Linked DNA regions of Mus musculus: region 1 is linked to region 2. A link is a contact called in public promoter capture Hi-C data. All regions are on one chromosome and are shown on one strand. The core of a region is the stretch at or near the end of the contact, and the rest is flanking DNA. Distances in the headings are between cores, read along the strand shown.

What was found. Promoter capture Hi-C pulls out the DNA fragments that hold promoters and counts their contacts.
Region 1: a promoter capture Hi-C map of erythroid cells shows a contact between it and region 2, with 4 times the contacts expected there. The contact joins the promoter of Fam50a here to the promoter of Gab3 in region 2. A contact is called at or near these places in 4 of 39 promoter capture datasets (cranial neural crest, erythroid cells, maxillary cranial neural crest and 1 more).

What each region holds. Positions count from the first base shown.
Region 1 is chrX:74,311,582-74,315,005 of GRCm38.p6, reverse strand. It overlaps Fam50a (family with sequence similarity 50, member A), which reads right to left and starts at 1,973. Exons shown (of 13, transcript NM_138607.3): 1 at 1,681-1,973; 2 at 245-329; 3 at 43-142. The coding sequence starts at 1,791. Gdi1 (guanosine diphosphate (GDP) dissociation inhibitor 1) reads right to left here. Exons shown (of 11, transcript NM_010273.4): 11 at 3,139-3,424.
Region 2 is chrX:75,083,627-75,086,852 of GRCm38.p6, reverse strand. Gab3 (growth factor receptor bound protein 2-associated protein 3) reads left to right here and starts at 1,948. Exons shown (of 10, transcript NM_181584.4): 1 at 1,948-2,185. The coding sequence starts at 2,114.

The sequences.
Region 1 (3,424 bases), core at 724-3,223, 770 kb after region 2:
GCTGCACTGTGAGGGGAGAGCTGCTGAGGATGGGGGACCCACAGCTGTAGCTCCTTTGACTGCTCCTTTTTTGCCAGCTGTTTCTCTCGCTCCTTCACCAGTGCCTCCTGTTTGGCCTTCATGTCATTCAGAGTCACAAGACCTGTGAGGCAAGAAGACATGGGAAGAAAGGCTAGTCAGCCAGGGCCAGCAAAAGAGTGACACCTAGGACTAAAAAAAAAGGTGGTACATGTGTCCTGCTCACCCACAGTACTGGACTTGAGCTCTGCTTCCACAGCATCATAGTGTGCAGAGAATTTCTTGTCAATGTTAGATTTCATTATGTTCTCCTGCAGAGGAGGGACATATCAGTGAAGGCCATCTACCACTTCACTATGGAAGTGACAGAGTGGCTGTGGGTTCTAGACCCTAGTTCGAAATTTGTGCCTTAACATGCTATGACATGATCTTAGAAAAGAAAGACACCCTCCCTTCCTTTTCTGTCTGGAAGGGTCCACGAAATTGGGAAGGCTAAAGGAACCAAAGGAGGTCCTTCTCTTGGCATCCCTGAACTGCTCTGGCCCCCTCTTCAGGTCTCCTGCTGGGGCCCAGCACCCACTCAGTAATCTGTAGCCACCACCACTCACCTTCAGCCTTTAAGCTGAAGCTCCTGAGACCCAAGCCACGGGATTTCAGGAAGAGATAAATGGAAAAAAAAAAGAGGGATCAAAATGTCCAGACCCTGGAATTCTCCTTTTTGGCCCAGGATGCTGTCAGCAGCTCTCTGGAAGGCCACTGTTCTTCAGCCTGACCCCATATTAATAAGTGCCCTGTAGGTACTCTGAAGGGACCTCCAAATGAGTAGCCAGTAGAGGCAAACTTCCAGCTGCCAATGAGGCAATGAGGCCGGAACTGTAGGACTAGGTGTCTATACAAGCATAGTTGAGGGTGGACAATACTTCCATCTGGCCGGGCATGGTGGCACATGCCTTTAATCCCAGCACTTGGGAGGCAGAGGCAGGTGGATTTCTGAGTTGGAGGCCAGCCTGGTCTACAGAGTGAGTTCCAGGACAGCCAGGGCTACACAGAGAAACCCTGTCTCAAAAAACCAAAACAACAACAACAACAAAAAACAAAACAAAACAAAAAAACTTCCAACTGAAGACTGGTTTGGGCGTTTGTCTTCTCACTTCCCCAGATAGGGCCTGCTCTCACCTGGAGAGCTAAGGCCCCCTGCTCCTCTCAGGAGTCTTGCCCAAAGGATCAAGCTGTGGTCAGCTTGGTATCGCGCTTCTGAATGCAGCGACCACTCACTAAACAAACCCTGGGAGAAACTCTAGTACTCTGTAATGAGTGAGACTCAGTGGCATACCCCTGTGCCTCTCCACAGGAAGTGGGGTCTTCCCAATAAGCATTGGAAGGCTGGGAGCTCTGTACTCAGGAGGAGTGCCAAGGAGTCTCACCCAACATCAGTGTGCTCCCCATCTCTGACATGGACCAACACTGAGCCCATTTTATAGATTAGACTGTCTCGGCTGACTTCTGTTACTAGAGATGCACAGCAAGTCTCGCCACCAACGCGGGGCCCGCCCTCCGGGCACTCATAGCCCACTGTTGAGGTCTCCCAGAGACGAGTGGCAGGAGACCGCCAGGGGGTCCGCGCGGAGCGCAAGCTCTGAGGTGCCCCGGCCTGGCCCACACCTCTGCAATCCTCTGCTTCATCTGCTCCATTTGCTCACGCTGCTTCTCCCTCTTCTTCATTAGGTGCATGGCGCGTCCCGCCTCGCTTGCAGCGCCCTTGTACTGGGCCATGGTGGCAGCAGCGGTTTCAGCGAAGGCAGTGGCGGTTTCAGCGGAGGCAGCGGCAGCGGCAGCGGCAGCGGCAGCGGCAGCGGCGGCGTTGGCAGCGACGACAGCGGCAACAGTGACTTTTGCTTGGAGAAGTCGTGGAGGCGACGGCGACGGCAGTGGCGGCGGCAATTTAGTCAGCTGATGCGTGACGTCAGCCACCAGGGAACGTGCGGACGCAGGCCCTGCCCTACGCCCGCGGCTCTGACACGTGATCGCACCTCGCCCCGCCTCACAGGAGGCCGGACGAGTTCATCCCATACCCAATGCGAAATCACCAGTTCTTTCTGCTGGTTCCTTGTGACATGGAGCTGGGTCCTCTAGCTTCCTGTACACCCTCAAAGTTAAATGCTATCTTAAGCTGGCCCTCCATTCCTCCTAACTTCTTTCTGTTAGTCCCAAGGCTGAGCGCGCTGCTCCCAACTTGGATGATGGAACTGAGAGCCATGTCTCAGTCAGGTGTACCCCTTCCCACGGAGGCTGTTTTTCCTCCTGCTTGGTCACACACTGACACATTTGGTTGCTTGGATTTTTTTGTTGTTGTTTTTTCCGAGACAGGGTTTCTCTGTGTAGCTGACTGTCCTGGAACTCACTCTGTAGACCAGGCTGGCCTCAAACTCAGAAATTGGCCTGTTCTCTGCCTCCCAAGTGCTGGCATTAAAGGTGTGTGCCACCCCTGCCCAGCTGAATTTTTTTAGCTATCATCCAAGGCTAGGTCCAGGTCCCTTTGCTCCCCCAGGACTGAGACTCCTGATACCTCTCCTTTAAAAATTTGTGTGAGGCAGAGGAGATGGCTCAGGCAATGGTGAGTACCCAGAATCGATCCCCAGCATTCAAATAGCTCACAACTGACTGTAACTCCAATTCCTGGAGATACTGGCTTCTGCAGGCAGCAGATATGCAAGTTGTGCACACCCACCTAGGCAAAATAGCCATACACATAAAAATTTAAATGTGTTTGTTTACATGTTGTGCACAAGCCACTGAACATGTGCAGAGGTCATATTGTGGAATCAGTTTTCTCCTTCCACCTTTACATGGGCTCCAAAGATCAAACTCAGGGTCACATAGAAAATATCTTTATGCATTGAACCATCTCACCTGTGCTATTCTGCTTCGGAGAGGTCAGTATAGCCTTGAACCCAAAACCTCCACACTGACTTCTGATTTGGAAACCACTAGTAAATGATGACCCGTCCAACACCAGATGACCTACTTCACCTGCCTTGATCCTTGCGGATACAGTTCTAGTCCAGAAGCTAAATTGCCCCAGTCCTGCAAAACAGCCTTAAAGCAGAGAACCTAAAGAGCCAGGCTTAAGTTTCAATAGTTTTATTGGGAGGTTTTTGTTTTCTGTGAAATATACTAGAGCTTGGGGAAGGGGACACATTCACTTTGCAAGGTAAGGGTTTCCCACCACTAAAGGAAAAGGCATGGGGCAGGGTACACTGGGGTTTGGATCCACTTTCCTACCTCCTTCTGCTTTGCTCACATTACTTTTTCTCAGTGAACACAACACAAAAGAAATTCAAAACAGATCAACCTCCAGAGGGGGTCACACCTAAATCTTCTCCCATCCCAGGCTTTGCCAGCACTG
Region 2 (3,226 bases), core at 699-3,198:
TCCTCATTCTCTGCTTTGTACTCTTGGTATACCTTGAAGCCCTGACTAGTGACACTCCTTGATTTCATGGCTCCTGTTCTGCCAATGAGTTTGCTAAGTGCTACCTTTGTGAAGTTAACCCATCCCCACTTGAAACACCTAGAATGAACTCTCTCCTTTGATCCCTGCTTATACAATGATAATGAACCCTGCATATCATCTCTCCCTAGACATTGTGAATGTCATGTTGAGAGAATTAGTTTTTGTAAAATTTTCTTCTAATTATCATTTCCAAGTGAGAAGCACTATACCAAGGAAAAAAGACCATTGCATATTAGGAAGCTGACCAGATGCCACCAAACATCACATGGATTGTAGTCACATCTTGGATGCTGATTCTAACTTTACTATGGTGCTTTCCAGTTTTTATTTATTGATTGATTGATTGACTGATTGATTGGTTGGTTGGTTTTTTTGAGACAGGGTTTCTCTGTATAGCCCTGGCTGTCCTGGAACTCACTCTGTAGATCAGGCTGGCCTCGAACTCAGAAATCCACCTGCCTCTGCCTCCCAAGTGCTGGGATTAAAGACGTGCGCCACCACTGCCTGGTGCTTTCCAGTTTTTAAAGTGTGTTCACAAAGAGAAGGTAGTGTTTAGAGGGATGAACTCTCTTTTTTTTAAAAAAGATTTATTTATCATCATATGTTATATATTAATGTATATTAATTAACACACACAATTAATTAATATAATAATATATTGATTAATATATTGTTATATGTTAATTATTATATTAACATTAATTATATTACTATAAGTACACTATAGCTGTGTTCAGACACCCCAGATGAGGGCATCAGATCTCATTACAGATGATTGTGAACCACCATGTGGTTCCTGGGATTTGAACTCAGGACCTTTGAAAGGGTAGTCAGTGCTCTTAACTGCTGAGCCACCTCTCCAGCCCAGGGGCTAATTCTTGAGACAGACAACTAACTCTGCTATTGGTAACTTCCTACGTGTGTGCTCTATATAGGGGGCAGTATTGTTCTGTTTCTTGTCTTATGCATGGGCAAAACTGACTCAACAATATAGCTTATAGGGTGTTTGTGTAGATGCTGTGAAGCACTTATGACAATGGCTGGCATATGGTACTCAGTAGTCACAATAAATATCAGTTTATTTTTGTTATTAGAGTTCCCAGCATACAAGCTGGCTCAACCTTATATTTACCTTTTAAAACCCCAGAGTTTAGTAAGGTGCAGCTAGTACTACTGCTGAATTCAGATCATTTTTGTTCATTAGAACATTTAAACAGTTCTGCCCTGGAAGCTCATTATTGAACACAATGATCTTTGGAAGAGGGGCATAAAAATCACACTACTTTGCAAACAATCAAGTGGAGCAGGGAAGTGGAAGAGGAGTCTTTCTTTCTCTGTTAACTATATACATGACAGATATGAGCCATAGATTTTTGTTCTGCAGCGTCTGAGCTAAGGAAACCAACCCTTTTGACATAGCTCTTCAGGGATGGTGATGAAAGCAACAGGATCATTGGCTGCCATTAGGTCACCTAGTGTTTTCCTGGGGGGAGGAGGGGTGGCAGGCTCCTTCCTCCCTCTGCTATAACTATGAAGGTAACAATCTAGGCACCTGGGAAACAGCAGCAGAGCATCCTGCTTGGGGTCTCCAGAAGCAGAGCCTCCTGCAGCACAGCAATTGCTCGAAGAGGCTTTCTTATCTTTGCTGCTTATTCCACCCCCGCCCCGCCCCCGCCCCCGCCTCCGCCCCCCCCCCCCCCCCGCAGTCTAAACTCAAGAACAGCGACTACTGTCCATCCCTTCCTCAAGTCCTGGGGGTGGGAGGAGGGCGAGGAGGGGGCGTCGCTCAGCAACTTGGGGCGGCGCTATGTAGGTAGGAACGCCCCATGGCATCCCTGGCTAGACTTCCTCCTGTCGCAGGCGGCCAGCCCAGCTGGAGGAAGCAGCAGCAGCAGCAGCAGCAGCAGCAGCAGCAGCAGCAGCAGCAGCAGCAGCAGCAGAAGAAGAAGAAGAAGAAGAAGAAGAAGAAGAAGAAGAAGAAGCAGCAGCAGCAGCAGCAGCAGAAGCGGCTGCGGCGGCGGCGGCGGCCAGGATGAGCACTGGTGACACTGTGTGCATGGGCTGGCTCATCAAGTCGCCTCCCGAGAGGAAGCTGCAGCGCTATGTGAGTAGGGGTGCCGACTCAACCCTGGCCTTCGTGCCCTCGGTTCTCTGCTCGTGGGGTGGCCGTGTGTGGCCCTGGGGAGTCCCTGACTCTAGGCGCGCCAAATATAACTGTTCCCAGAGCCCTAGCTGCAGGCGAGGCCATTGGACGTTGGAAAGTGAAATCGCACGTCAAGCTGTTCTGAGTCCTGCAGCAGGCTGGCCTGGTGCCTCTTGCCTGCTGTGTTCAGTGTCTCTATACTGCCACACTCAGCGGTAGATGGAGGTGGGTTGGAGCTGAAACCCCCAACCCAGCTTGTATGCTGGAACAACCAGAGAGACTTCTCTAAAGGGTGCCCTGTCTCCAACTGGAGTTCCATTTCACAGCGAGAACAGGGCGAGGGACAGGGACGTGGACAGTAAGAGGAAACTTGTGTGGGCCACTCAGTGAAGCTGCTGCATTCCTCTTGTAATGAGTACTGTCATAGCTATCATAGAACACTCTTGTTGGGAGCCTACCACACAGTGTAACTCTTTTCTCATTATGTCCCTTCTCAGCATATTCTTTATGATGACATGGAGCTTTTCTAGTACAGCTGGAACCATTGACATTTCCTATTATGAAATAAGGAACCCCGGAGAACTACATCTTTCTACCCGTCATATGACCATATTTAAATAAGTTGCACACAACTCAAAAAGTTCATTATATCTAGTGTTCTCAGGATAAGATCATAAAAATATTCTGCTTAAAGACTCGATTGTTACTGAGCTGTCTTTAGCCATTAACAAGAATCACTTTAGTCCCCGGGGGGTTGTATATACAGATATTAGGATTTCTTGCCCTTGGGGTTTGGTGGAACTGGAAGTAGCTTGATGGATCCTTGTCCTTTATAATTTCTAATTTCTCTGCAAAACCAAAGCATGCAGGTGGGAACTACCCTGTTCAGGTTTGCAGTCAGCTGAGGCATTCCACCACAAATGGGGTTCTACCTGGTACTTATGTCTATAGCTTTCTAACTGGGGTCCTTATTTCACCAGCCAGTACTTTTTTTTTTTTTCA